Linked DNA regions of Mus musculus: regions 2 and 3 are each linked to region 1. A link is a contact called in public Hi-C and promoter capture Hi-C data. All regions are on one chromosome and are shown on one strand. The core of a region is the stretch at or near the end of the contact, and the rest is flanking DNA. Distances in the headings are between cores, read along the strand shown. Region 1 holds the start of Hnrnpul1 (heterogeneous nuclear ribonucleoprotein U-like 1). Region 2 holds the start of Calm3 (calmodulin 3). Region 3 holds the start of Sympk (symplekin).

What was found. Promoter capture Hi-C pulls out the DNA fragments that hold promoters and counts their contacts. Hi-C and Micro-C count contacts between places; a contact is called where the count stands out from the background.
Region 2: a contact with region 1 is called in a Hi-C map of B cells, with 5 read pairs. The contact joins the promoter of Calm3 here to the promoter of Hnrnpul1 in region 1. A contact is called at or near these places in 1 of 39 promoter capture datasets (cranial neural crest), 1 of 484 Hi-C or Micro-C datasets (B cells) and 1 of 9 other capture datasets (adipose tissue).
Region 3: a promoter capture Hi-C map of the HPC-7 cell line shows a contact between it and region 1. The contact joins the promoter of Sympk here to the promoter of Hnrnpul1 in region 1. A contact is called at or near these places in 3 of 39 promoter capture datasets (the HPC-7 cell line, cranial neural crest and maxillary cranial neural crest).

The regions. Positions count from the first base shown.
Region 1 is chr7:25,753,014-25,757,296 of GRCm38.p6, reverse strand. Hnrnpul1 (heterogeneous nuclear ribonucleoprotein U-like 1) reads left to right here and starts at 2,538. Exons shown (of 15, transcript NM_144922.3): 1 at 2,538-2,956. The coding sequence starts at 2,662. Axl (AXL receptor tyrosine kinase) reads left to right here. Exons shown (of 20, transcript NM_009465.4): 20 at 1-797.
Region 2 is chr7:16,921,975-16,926,257 of GRCm38.p6, reverse strand. Calm3 (calmodulin 3) reads left to right here and starts at 2,226. Exons shown (of 6, transcript NM_007590.3): 1 at 2,226-2,417. The coding sequence starts at 2,415. Gm45972 (predicted gene, 45972) reads right to left here. Exons shown (of 3, transcript NR_165470.1): 2 at 3,696-3,843; 3 at 1,740-2,818.
Region 3 is chr7:19,022,472-19,026,754 of GRCm38.p6, reverse strand. It overlaps Sympk (symplekin), which reads right to left and starts at 2,378. Exons shown (of 27, transcript NM_026605.2): 1 at 2,249-2,378. Foxa3 (forkhead box A3) reads left to right here and starts at 3,216. Exons shown (of 2, transcript NM_008260.2): 1 at 3,216-3,406. The coding sequence starts at 3,338.

The DNA of each region.
Region 1 (4,283 bases), core at 1,289-3,788:
ACATAAAACTTTTGTCAGTCACTATTCTGTCTCTTGTGTCCATTCAACTGTGCTACGTCCCCTCTCCCTAGAGATTCGGTTTCCCCACTGTGAGAAGAAAGGCTCCTGTAATCCCAACACCTGAGCGGCAAGAGGATGGAAAGTTAGTTGCAGGCCATCGTGGCTTACCTAGAGGGACCCTGACCTCAATAAAAAGAATAAGAAGAGTTTGAGGGACACATGGGAATGTTTTCATTAGTGAGAGTAGACATGAACCATGCACATAGACAAATATATACAACCAAGGAAAGTCAGACTCTCAGAAAGCCCTGAGGAATACTCCCTCTCTGTCAGAGAGAGAGAGAGAGAGAGAGAGAGAGAGACAGAGAGAGAGAGCCAGACAGAGAGAGCGAGCCAGACAGAGAGAGAGAGAGAGGGATGGAGGGAGAGAGCGATCCCCGACAGGGTCTTACACAAACATTCCAAAGTAACAGACATGTGAATTAGTGCACATGCTCAGGCAAACCTAGCCACAAATGCAAAGGCCCAGTTATGCACTCACAGTAACAGAAACATATAAACCCACACTTGTAAATCTGCAAACATCAGCAGGCAGGTACTCACCAGCAATAGGAAGAACCTTTAGTAACAGACACAGAACAAGCATTACACACACTCAAGAATCCAACATGGTGCACATAATCCCGGCGCTTGAGAGGTATAAGCAGAAAGATCAAGACTTCAAGGTTGACCTTGATTTCACAGAGAGATGCAGGCCAGCCTGGGCTACATGAGACTGTCTTAATAAAGAAGAAAATAAACTAACATGCCCAGACTAGTACAAAAGATTCTCACATAGGCAAACATTCAGATTGTTGAGGAAAGATGGACCAGAACACCTCGAACCACAGATGGACAAAGATCCGAGTCTTCACTTTTTCCTAGTCTGTGACTACTACCATTTCAAGAACCCTATGCGGCGCCCGGTCGCCCCCCGGTGGTGGTTCCTGAGAACTGGGTACAGTTCAATCCGGGCCACAAAGTTTTTTTTTTTTTTTTTTCTTTCAAAAAACAAATCATTGTGGTCAGCTGGGAGGAGAGAGGAAGTCCGACGTGGGCGAGGGGCGGGGTGTCTGGACTGGAACCTCGGGCCCACGTGAGTGTCTGTCCCGCTGCTGAGTGGGTGCTGTGTGTCTAGGTTGCTGTGGTGTGAGCTTGTAGCGTGAACTGTCTTAGCTGAGCTTTGTCGCACGATGCTGCATGCTTGTGCCACACCTACACTGCCGTTTGAAGTCTTATCCTGAATTGATGCTTTTGGCCTGTCACGCCTATTCATTTATTGTGGGATGTTTGCGTGTGTCTAATAGAGAGTGTTTGTGGCTTTTGTTGGGAGTTAAGGCTATAGATGTCGGTGCACATTTGCGTTGTGCGTCTCGGTGTTATTTCACTAAGTTTTTGTCTTCTGAGCAAAGGGCGACAGGTGTATGGATTAACACAACCTGTCGTAATTACGGATTCTCGTGTGCGAATTGGTCAGAGTAGACACAGCAAGATTGAGGTTGAGCAACAACGGTTTAATGGATTCGAGATGGAAAGCCGCGAACTTCTGCAGCTATGCCCAGAGCGGGAAGGCTCTATGGTTGCGTGCAGAGTGGCTTGTCTAGCAACCATAGAGAAAGCGCCCTGGGAGGTTGTGCATCAAAGGGAGGGGTGCGATTTACCACACAACTTTTCTCCCGTTGTTAGCCTAGCCCCTGCTTTCAACCCTTCAGCGCTCTCCAGGACCAATTTTGTTGTTGTTGTTTCTCATAAAGGCAACTGGGTTTCTAACAAACGATGAGTAACAGATCCACTTGATTTTCATTCCGTATTATACCCTGCTGTACGGAGAACTTTGAGAGGCAAGCCTCTCAAGAATGGCCAATCTAGTTCGCTTTTTCTAAAGCGCTCAAGCTCTGGCAGTGGTGAAATATAACAGTAACTGCGATTGGCGAACAGGTTGTTTTGAAACCGCCCTAACGGCAAGGGGCGGGGCCTCGGTGAATTAATCTCCTTCCGGTTCCCGAAAGGCAACAGGAAAGACGAGGGTTGGCCGGCCTCTTCCCGCCGCATTTGATTGGTTGTGGTGGTTTTACCCGCTTGGCCTCCGCGAGGGGGCGTGAGATGAAGACCAGTTAGAATGTGTTTTACAGAGAGTCTGAGGGAAGCACGGCGCGGAGAGACTGGGCGGTTGTTCTGAGATCTGGCTGCTAATGGCTCCAAGTCGTTACTCCCTTTCCTTCATTTGACTGTACCGCAGCGGGCGCGCGAGCGCTACCCAATCAGCGCTTGCTCCGCCTCTCGCCTTTTCCCGCCCTCCACTCTGGCCGCGACTTCAACGTAGGCTAACGCTTCCTCTTAGGCAGCTCCTGAGCCCTCTAGTACCGTTCTTTTGAAAGCCACACTGTGATTGGCTTGGTTCCCGGGCCCGCGCCCGTTGCCCCATGCGCTGACCAATTGAGACTCGTTTTACATCGTACGGTCCGGGCAAGGGGGAGGAGGCGGCGGCGGCCATCTTGAGCCGCCGCCGCCATTGGAGTGGCCCCCCCTTTTCCCCCTTCGCCTCCTGACAGGCAAGGTTTAGGGGGGACAGAGCCCTGGGAGGCCGGGCCAGGCTCGGGGGCCGCCCCGGGGGCCCGGGCCATGGATGTGCGTCGCCTGAAGGTGAACGAACTTCGCGAGGAGCTGCAGCGCCGCGGCCTGGACACTCGCGGCCTGAAGGCCGAGCTTGCTGAGCGGCTGCTGGCGGCGCTAGAGGCCGAGGAGCCCGAAGACGAACGGGAGCTCGAGGCTGACGACGATCCGGGGTTACCTGGGCACAACAACGAGGAGGTCGAGACCGAGGGGGGCTCCGAGCTGGAGGGGACCGCGCAGCCACCGCCGCCCGGGCTGCAGCCGCACCCGGAGCCCGGCGGCTACTCGGGGCCGGACGGACATTGTGAGAGTGCGCGGGGCGGGGGACCGGGGAGCCTGGAGTCCGGGCCGAGGACGGGCTGTGGGACGCGGGAGCTCGACTCCACAGAGATCCAGGAGATGGTCTGAGGAGCCAGGGATCCTGCCACCTGCCGTTGTAAAGGATCTGCGGCCAGGGCCTCGGGGCAGCCTGAGGGCGGATCCTGGCCTTCGGTGCAAGGAAAACCGTGTGGAGGGGGATGGATTTTATTTTAAGGCGACCAGGGTCCTAGCGGGCGGGCGGGGAGGATTTTATATCCTGGGATTCGGAGACTGGAAACTGCTTTGGGGTTCTGTTTTGTGGCTTTGAGTTGGAAAAAGTCGGAAGAACTAGACGTTTTAGGGAAAGGGGTGTCGGGGGGCGGCGTCTTGGAAAATGAGAGATTCTAGCCGAGCGGTGAGCTGACAGCTTGGGGTAGCCATGCTAGTCCACCGTTTGGGCTGAGTCTCAAAAGCTGGATTTTCAGGTAGCGGAAGAATGGCCTAGGGTGCAGGTCAGGGAGAATTTTAAGGGTAGAAGATCTTTGATTTTCTTCACGGATGGGATAAGATCTGCTTAGTGCTGGGGGTGGACTGGCACTTTGGACCTACGGGTGTCCAAGGCTGGGAAGAGTCTCCCAAAACATGGACTGAACTCTCCAGTGTGTGCCAGGTGGCCTTTTAGGAGGTAATGAAAGACCAGCAGATTTGGAAACCCCTATCCCCAACTCCTACATTTCCTCGAGGTTACAGGGTCAACCTTGAGGGCAGGTACAACTTGTATGTTTGGTACTGGGAGGTCTAGGCTATCTAGTTGGCTTCCAGAGGAGATTTGGGATCTAAATGGTGACAAGAAAGGACAGAATCTTCTCATGGACAAAGAAACTAGAGGGCCTAGAATTGGAAGGACTCAGGTTAGTACTCTGTGGTTTCTGCTGAGTGGCCTTGCATTCTTAACTATGGGTAGTTTTTGAAACAGGAGTTGTGGGGAATGAGTTGGTAACTCTGGTGGGACCCTTGTGTGTGCCAGGGATCATGTGGCTAGTCTAGCAGGTGTGGGGGAGGGAAGTGTGGAGGGTATGAAAAAGAAAGAAAACCTGTTGCTTTGGCTGGGGGCCTCATGATGAAGCAGAGGGAGTATTCCTTTCCAAGAGAGGGCTCCTGAGTCCCCAGAAATAGTTACTTGTATGCTCAGGGAGATGGGGTGCTCAGGGAATATGGGGGAACTTGATCTGCCCAAAGTGTCTCTAGTTAGGATTGGCATCAAAGAGCAGTCCTTTGAGTAAAGGAGACCCTGGTATGAGAGGGAATTTGGAACCAGACACAGTGGTGTC
Region 2 (4,283 bases), core at 977-3,476, 8.8 Mb after region 1:
CTGCATCAGCTCCTGCTTCCTGACCTGCTTGAGTTCCAGTCCTGACTTCCTTTGGTGATGAACAGCAGTATGGAAGTGTAAGCCGAATAAACCCTTTCCTCCCCAACTTGCTTCTTGGTCATGACGTTTGTGCAGGAATAGAAACCCTGACTAAGACAGACCCTTTCTTCCCCCAAGCTGGTTTTAGAAATGGCCTCTATTACAGAAATAGAAACCAAACTAAGATACCCTGACTCAAAAAAAGAGAGAACACATTTTAATGTCATTAAGTCTGTGGTTCTCAACTTTCCTAATGCTGCAAAAACCCCATACAAGTACTGGGGACTCCAAATCATAAAATTATTTCATTGTGGGCTGGAGATACTGTTCTGAGATTAAGAGCACTGACTGCTCTTCTGGAGGTCCTGAGTTCAATTCCCAGCACCCACATGGTGGCTCACAACCATCTGTAATGGGATCTGGTGCCTTCTTCTGGCCTGCAGGCATACATGCAGACAGAGCACTGTGTGTAATAAATAAATAAAAATCTTTTAAAAAATTGTTTGATTACTAGTTCAAACCTGTAATTTTGCTACTGTTATGAGTCATTATGTAAATATCTGATATGCAAGATATCTGATATGCAAGCCACAAGGGGGTCAAGACCTACAGGTTGTAAATCTCAGTTTACAGGTTGCAGACATTTAAACCAATGTCAACAAGATCCTCCCTCCTCTCTGCCTCTGCTCTATCAGTTTTATTTCCTTCTGCACTAGACACATTTTCTTTCCTGAGAGCAGATTTAAGAGATGTCCACAGGCGGCATTTACAGAAAGACTATATTCTCCCAGTCTCTCCCTCCCCACCAAAAAAAAAAAAAAAAAGTTTTCTGACCCTAGAAGTTCTCTCTCTCTCTCTCTCCCCCCACCCCCCTTCTCTGTCAGTTCTTGCCCTGGAGTGTCGATGCATGCCTTTGATTCTGAAGGCCAACCAGGGCTCAGGGCTACACAGTCTCAATAAATAAATAAATAAATAAATAAATAAATAAATAAAGGAAGGAAGAAAATGCCAACTCCCATCCTATACGAGGGCTCTGTACAGTAATGTACAGTATATACACTATGGTATACAATACAGTTGTCTCAGGTGCCCTTAGCAACAGTTCTTTTTCTTTCTGTGCCTGGAATCCCTAGAATAAGAAGTGAGTCACACTGTCTAGGTGACAAGAGAATGGTTGAGAAGTGTGATGTCACCAGCACAGCCCGGCACCAGATCTGTGCAGACAGCAGTGCCCAATTCATGTTTAATTGGCTGAATGAGTGAATGAATGAATGAATGAATGAAAACATTCTGCATCCAGAGATTGTTCTGGGTACAGATCCTGAGATCAAGAGTCAAGTCCAGATCCCCACATGTTGCTTTTGTGCGTGTTTTAGATTTGTGTTTGTTTGTTTGTTTGAACTTATTTATACAGCGCGCATGTGGAAGTCCGAGGACAATTCTTTGTGGAAGTCTGTTCTCCAAACCACCACGTGAGTTCCGGTGATCGAACTCACAGTTTCTAGCTTGCCTGCAAGCGCCTTCACCCACTCAGCCATCCCAGCAAATTGTACGCGTAGAGGGTGGAACCTTCAGGAGACCAGCGGAACCTTGAAGAGCCAACCACTGTGAAGAGCCGGTTCAGGCCAGGCTCCTAGACCCCACGATTTTGGATTAAACCATCTTGTATCTGCTCAAAGGGAGAGAGAAGAAAGTCCTTCTGCTTCTTCCCCCAACCCATTTTTATTTCCGAGCCATAGAGACAACGTATTTGCTTCTCCAACATCCACCCTGTTTCCGTCTTAGCCCCTCTATTCCTCGCGGCTCCACAGAGCCACACAGGTCGTGCTGCCCCCCGCACACCGCGCGGTGGCTCGCCCCAGTTTGACGCATTGCAGGGAAGGCCGGACCAATCGGAGTTGCGTTCTCATTTCCGCCACGAGGCGGGTCCAATAGCGGCGTGGCTCACACAGAGACGTGTCACTCTCCGTAAACCGGTGCCCTTCCGCCAGAGAGGAAAGCGGAGCGGATGCAAGGGGCCGAGAGCGCCGAGAGCGAAAGTAGTCCCCGCGGTGGGGAACGCGCGTGCGCGTGCCCGTGCGGCAGCAGATTCGCTGGGCTCTGTGGAAGGGGCGAGCCGCACGAGCCTGACGCGAAGGGATCCGTAGGAAGCCGCAGTGCAGCGGGAGCGCGCGAGCCGTCTGGGGCGGGGCCGGGCGAGGCGGGGCGCGCGCGGCGGCCGTTGAGGGACCGTTGGGGCGGGCGGCGGCGGCGGTGGCGCGCGCTGCGGGCAAAGAGTGTGGAGGCGCGGACGCGCGGCGGAGCTCGAGCTGCTGCAGCTGCTGCCGCCGCCAGAGTAACCTCGATCCCCGAGCTCCGGATACCGGTGCCTCGCCATGGTGAGTGAGGCGGCTGAAGTCGGGTGGAGACCCCCCCATCCCGGAGATGGCGAGCGAACCCTGGGAGGGAGAGGCCGGGCCCCTCGGGACCTCCCATGCGGCCCTTGGGACTTCTAGAAGCGGTTTTAGCAGCAGATGGAATTGGTAGGACCCCCAAACAGACAGTCTGAGGCTTCAAATGAGGAGCTCCAGGACATCCCCACCCCCGCCACCTCCCAGGCAGCATTCGGATCCCTCTCCGGGCGATTGGTTTTAGAATCACATCTACCCGGTCCCCGGGAGGAGGAAATAGGAAACGCCGGCGATGAAGGCTTTGGGTCCTGGAGGAATGCAGGAGGCTGCTCCTAGAGGGGTGGCTGTGGGTAGCGGAGAGGGGGACCGGTCGGTTCCTAGGGAGTGTTCTGCAGAGAGGATAGATGGGGATCCTGGGTCACTTGTGCACTGTAGACCCCGGTGGGGGAGGGGTCTCCAAGGACAAGCATTGCCAAGAGGAGGAGGAAGAGGAGAAGGGTCAGGTGCAGGCTGAGGTAAGGAGGAGCCCGAGGTGGGTGGCAGCAGAGGCTAGAAGATGCTCTTGGAGCCTGTGAGGACCCAGAAGGGGACTGAGGAGAGTTGGGGGTCGCAGAAATGTTTTTAAAGGAGTGGGGATGTGATCACGGGTAGTGTGGGGAACCAGGGAGCCTTGTGGAGAACTTGGTTGGGGGTAGCTAGGAAGGATTCTGAGGTCTAGGTTGTTGCACTAGAAAGAGAGGTTGGGGTTTGTAAGGCGTGTTTTGTTTGGGTCAGAGAAAAAACGGGGTTTCCAAGGTGAGGGCTAGGGAAGGACTTGAGTTTGGGTGGTGGGGGTGAGGTTGGACAGCCTTCTAGAGAAGTGTAGGAGACAATGAATGGTGGCTGAGGTAGGACTAGGTTTAGAGGTGGGTGTCTCCGGGGAAAGGTCCCGACACAAAGGCTGATGACTCGGGCTTGGTCATGGGCTGCAGCAGAGGACCTGAAGGAGTAGCTGTGTGCTCCCTTTGCCTTGGCAAGAATGGGGCTGGGCCAGGCTGAAGGCACTGAGGCAGTGGGAGCAGGTGGGCGGAGTTGTTCAGGGCCCTATTGCGCACTGAAGCTGCATGATACAGGACTGGGGTCAAAGTTTGGGGTGCATCAAATGATGGCTAAGCCAGGAAGCTTGGCCCCCTCATTGTCCCTTCCAGGCTAGGAGGGCTGCCTTTCTCCTCCAGCTTCATGCACCTGCTTCTCCTCACTGTGCCAAATGACAGCGCAATACAGTACCGTTTGGGTCAGTGACAGATGCCCAGTTCCATCCCTCAGGGCGGGGGCTGCAGTGCTTGTCCAGAGAAGACCTCCAAGGACCCTCTCGTTGACTCAAGGGCCACTTGTTCTTTCCAGGCCTCTTCCCCAGCGCCCAAAGCTAAAGCTTCTAGAAGCAAAATAGATTACTTCTCCTCTGGTCCTGCCACCCACAACACCCCCAGCCCTCCCCACCATCCCCCCTCCCCCAGCCTCAGGCTGGGAACCGCGTGCACCACCCTCCCTGGCAAAGCTGGGGAGGACAGGCAGCCGCCACCACGTATCAGATCTCATACTGCTGACACAGACCTGAGGGCTCTTCTTGCCGCCACCCCATTCCCCCCGCCCCCCAGCAGAACCTTGCTAAAGGGGCCCTACAGCTTGGGCAGCTGCCAGCAACCCCCACTCCCCACCTCCAAAGGAGGGTCCCAGCTTTGGCCCTGACCAGGTTTTCTCTTCCTGTTTGTATCCAGCAAGGTGTGGAAGGAAGAGTCCCTGGTAACTGGCCCTGGACTTTGGCCTGAGCTCTGTGGCTCCTCCTTGGCCCTGGGTGAGGGGCCCTGGCCTTGG
Region 3 (4,283 bases), core at 1,129-3,628, 6.7 Mb after region 1:
TCCTCAAGGCCTCCACCTCCCTCTGGCCACCCTGCTGTCAGCTGGCCTCTTCTGCCCCCAGAAGAGGGCCTCCTTAGTGAGGCCTTCCCTACTCCAAATGTACACACACACACACACACACACACACCCCACATCCAATGCATTCCTTTTGTTCCATGCTTCTGACCATTGCCATGCCACATGTCTGTTCATTAAGCCAAGGGGCATGGCCACATGACATACCACACTGCTCCTGGAACCAGAACATAAGGAACTCCACCCTCCTTCTGGATGATACACCAAGAACCAGCAAAACTCCCCTTCCTCTTTAATCTTCTGGGCTTTGTTTTGTCTTGAGTATATATTCCTATTTCTCTTTTTTGTTTTTCTTTTTTTCTTTTTTTAATTAGTAAAATGGATGTTCAGCTGCCTATCGGTATCAGAAATTGACCCCCAGGACTCCCTTCATATCAAAAATCAGGCCGTAAATTAAAACAGCACTGTTTGGCCAGATAGGGTGACATACCCCTTTAATCCCAGCACTCTGGGCAGAGGTAAGACGCTCTCAGTTTGAAACCCATCTGGAGTCGCTGGAAGAAAGAAAGAAAGAAAGAGAGAGAGAGAGAGAGAGAGAGAGAGAGAGAAAGAGAAAAGGGGTGGGGGAGAAAGAAAGCCAGGTGCTGGTACACACCTTTAATACCAGTTACTTGGGAGGCAGAGGCAGACGTAGCTCTACAAATTCAAGACCAGCTTGGTCTGCCAAGTGAGTTCCAGGACAACCAAGGCTACAAAGAGAAACCTGGAGGTAGTGGCGGTGGAGGAGGAGGAGGTGATGGATGAGGCACTGTTGGGCTGGGCACATAGCTCACTTGGTATTCAGGTTTTTACTATGCACAAAGCCCCATGCTCCATTCCCAGTGTGTTCAAGTGCTACACAGACCTTCTAGCATACTGTTATCATCTCTTAGGCTGTGCTAGCTGGGGAACTCAGGGCTTGTATAGTAAGAGCACTTGTGTGCCAAGTAACTTTGTAATCCCCCTGCCCCAGTCTCTTAACTAGGTCTGTGTCATCAAGTCTGGCTTAAATCACCTCCAGATGACCTAATTCAACATACAATGTAAACAACGTTGTTACATTGTATTGTTGAGGGAGGATGTAAAATTTTAAAGTCAGTGTAAACCATTTTCCTGACTATTTCAATCTTAAGATTGGCTGAATCCACGCATGTGAACTTCCAAGACAAGCTGATGGTCAACTTTATAGAAACTATTTTCTATTTCACTTTTTTTTCTCTTAGTAAATACTGAGCTCAGTCTATTTTCCACCTTCCTTTCTTTCCACGGTTGCAAATCATTTTATTACGTAAATATAGTGATTTCTGCTAGACTTCCCACTGAAGGACAGCCGGGATGTTTGCAGTCTGGCTATCAGAAACATTAACACTGTTTTCCCCTCTCTGGTTGTGTGCTCAGCATTGAACCGCCCCTCCCACCAGGAAGTACGATGACTTTCCCGTTATCCTAAAGAGTGGATCTCCAAGTGTTTTTGTTTGTTTGTTTGTTTGTTTGTTTTTTGTATTTTCTGTATTCATTCAACGAGCATCGCCTAAGCAACACCAGTGTATGTTGGGCGCGAGCTGTGCTGGGAGGCAGGCACCAGGACACACTCTGTCCTCTCTTACACAGAGCCCAGGGTCAGGGACCTCCTCACGCAGCACACAAATAAAATCCTAATAACAAGTTCGACCACACGTGACGAGAAGGCAAGGCAAGGGGACCTAGGAGAGCCTTCAGCAGGCGGATTTGAGGAAGGAGGGAGGCAAACGGAGGTTTTGCAGGGGCAGTGACGTGGGGTGCCGAGCCCCCCAACCCCGAAGATGAAAGGGAGTTAGGCCGAAGGATAACAGCACGTTTCCAGGGCGGGGGACACTGGGGAGGAACAGCCTGTGCAAAGGCCCGGAGGTGGGAAGCTTCGCACACGGCCAGTCTGGGGAAGTGAAGGGCCCGGTGCAGCAGTGTGCGGAGCGGGGGACGAGCCAGGGCCAGGCTGGTGGCCCAGGAGGTCTGCGCGGCCACGGTGGAACTTTGGCCCCGGGGGACCGGGAAGCCAAAGAAGGCAAGGATGGGTCCCGAGCAGTGTGGGAAGAAGCGGGGGCCCGCGACCCCGCTGCTCCCGGCCCTCGCCGAGGCCCTCCCCATCGCTCGCGCCCCGGCCTTGTCAGCGCCCCCCCTCCCCCCACCCCAGGACCTCACGCCGCCACCCGCTCACCGCGACTCCGGCCTCTGTCCCCCTCGCGCCCCCTCAGCAGCGCCTCTCCGCAGACGCTGCCGCCGCCGCCATCTTCCGCCCGCCGCCGTGACACGGCGCAGGCGCTGCACTAGTAGGGCCGCCGGGAAATGGAGTCCGGCACCGCGGCCGGTCCCCGCCCCTAAGGCGTGCCGCGTCGGCAGCCGCCCGCCCTCCCCGGGCGTCCACCGGAGCGGCCGCCATTTCCGGCCTTCGAGCGCCATGCCTTCTGGGAAATGTAGTCCGCGCTGCGCAGGCGCCGGACGGAAATGGGAACGAAGGCTTCTGGGAAATGGAGTTCCCAGCGGTCCGGAGTCCCTCTCCCTAGACGGCTGGCTAACGTTGAGTGGAGAGTGCTGTGAGTGGAGTTTCTGGGTCTTAGAGGAGATCTGGTGCCTTAATGGGGTCTGAGCAGAAGCCCTGAGCCTTTCCACCGCCGACCCTGACTCTGTACGGAGCCTGCAACATTCGCAGACGTCAAAAGCCTCAGTCTTCCTGTCTGTCCAATGGGAATGTGGTTTCAGGAATCTCTGCGGGCTACTTAAACGGTGTTGTATAGGGACTTGTGGAGTCCTGAGCTCTGTCAACCTCCTTTCTTTCGTGGAAGACATGCGGGGTTCTAGAGTTTCCCTCCTTTAGCTGGAGATGATGAAACACTTAGAGGCAGAAAGATTCCCCGGCTCCCGCTCTGTTGCTCTAGGGCTTTTGGGATCAGCAGGGTGTGGCTCTCTACCCCACGCCTTGTAGTCCCCGACTCTTCATCCATCGCAAGCTTCCAGGTGCCAGGACCGAGGCTCCCAGTGCCTGAGGTCTCTCTTCTTGAGATCCCGCAGGGGGCGCCCCAATCCGAGGGCGCCGCGCTCGGGGAGGCGGGCGGGGAGCCCGGGGCGGGCCCGGGAGGGGGTGTCCCGGCTATAAAAAGTGGCTGCCTCCCAAGGCGCCTGGGCCAGCGGGACTCCCGGGCTGTGTGCCTCAGGTCGGAACTCGGGGCTAGTGCCTGTAGAGAGACCGAAGCACTCGGTTCCCCCAGGGGGGCCTCAGCCTGGGTGTGTGGGGGCGCAGGCCCCGGGGATGCTGGGCTCAGTGAAGATGGAGGCTCATGACCTGGCCGAGTGGAGCTACTACCCGGAGGCGGGCGAGGTGTGTCCTCGGGGATGGCGGAGCGGGAAATGGGGGGCAGGTGTGGGGCTTAAATGCAAGCAGGCGCTGTGGTGTGGGCCCAGGTGGGAGCAACAGACCTGAGGACACAGATTCTAGGTGTGGGAGTCGGGGGACAAGGTTTGGGAGAACGATTTAGACTGCAGATCCATGCGAAGGCTTGCTTCCAACGGAAGAAAATGTTAGCAATGAAACCTCGAAGTTATACTTGAAAGGTGTCGAGCCCCTGAGTCGAATGAACAAATTGGAGGTGGGAACCGGAGCTCTAGGGTAGAGCGATAGAGCTGGAGGACCTCGAGAAATGAGTTCTGTAGTAGAGAGGAGAAATACAGAGACTAAGAGGCATTGGTAGTCCGCAGTAAGGAAAAGTTTGTGCCGGAATTCAGGGTTGAAGACGGGGGTTGGGGGACTTCGGGCAGTCGGGGGTCAGAATTGAGGTTCCGGGATAAAGATCAGCTGAGGAGCTAAGGTAGGGGCACAAATAGGGTGGTCGGGGGTCCTTCTGAGGAATCTAATGTAACAGGTGGCTTAGGTAGACTAGTCCTCAGATGACGTCAGCCTTGGAAGATCAAAAGACAAGAGGATCCACATCTGTGTGGCAGGAGTCAGCCATCCTTACCCCGACCCTCAGCAGGGGCTCTCCAGAATGTACACCATCTAGGCATTGCTAGACTTACATTAATTCCTTCACCCCAACAAACAGAAAGTCCCTCTTCACGTCTAACTCCCGTTTGTCCGAGTGCTTCTGCACCCTGTAGTCCATATTGTGATGGTGGGGAGAAGGGCCGAGGTTCTGGACCCATGAGCTCCTGACATAGACGGCTTAAGGTGGGGGGGGGGGGCTCTCGAACAAGTCAAG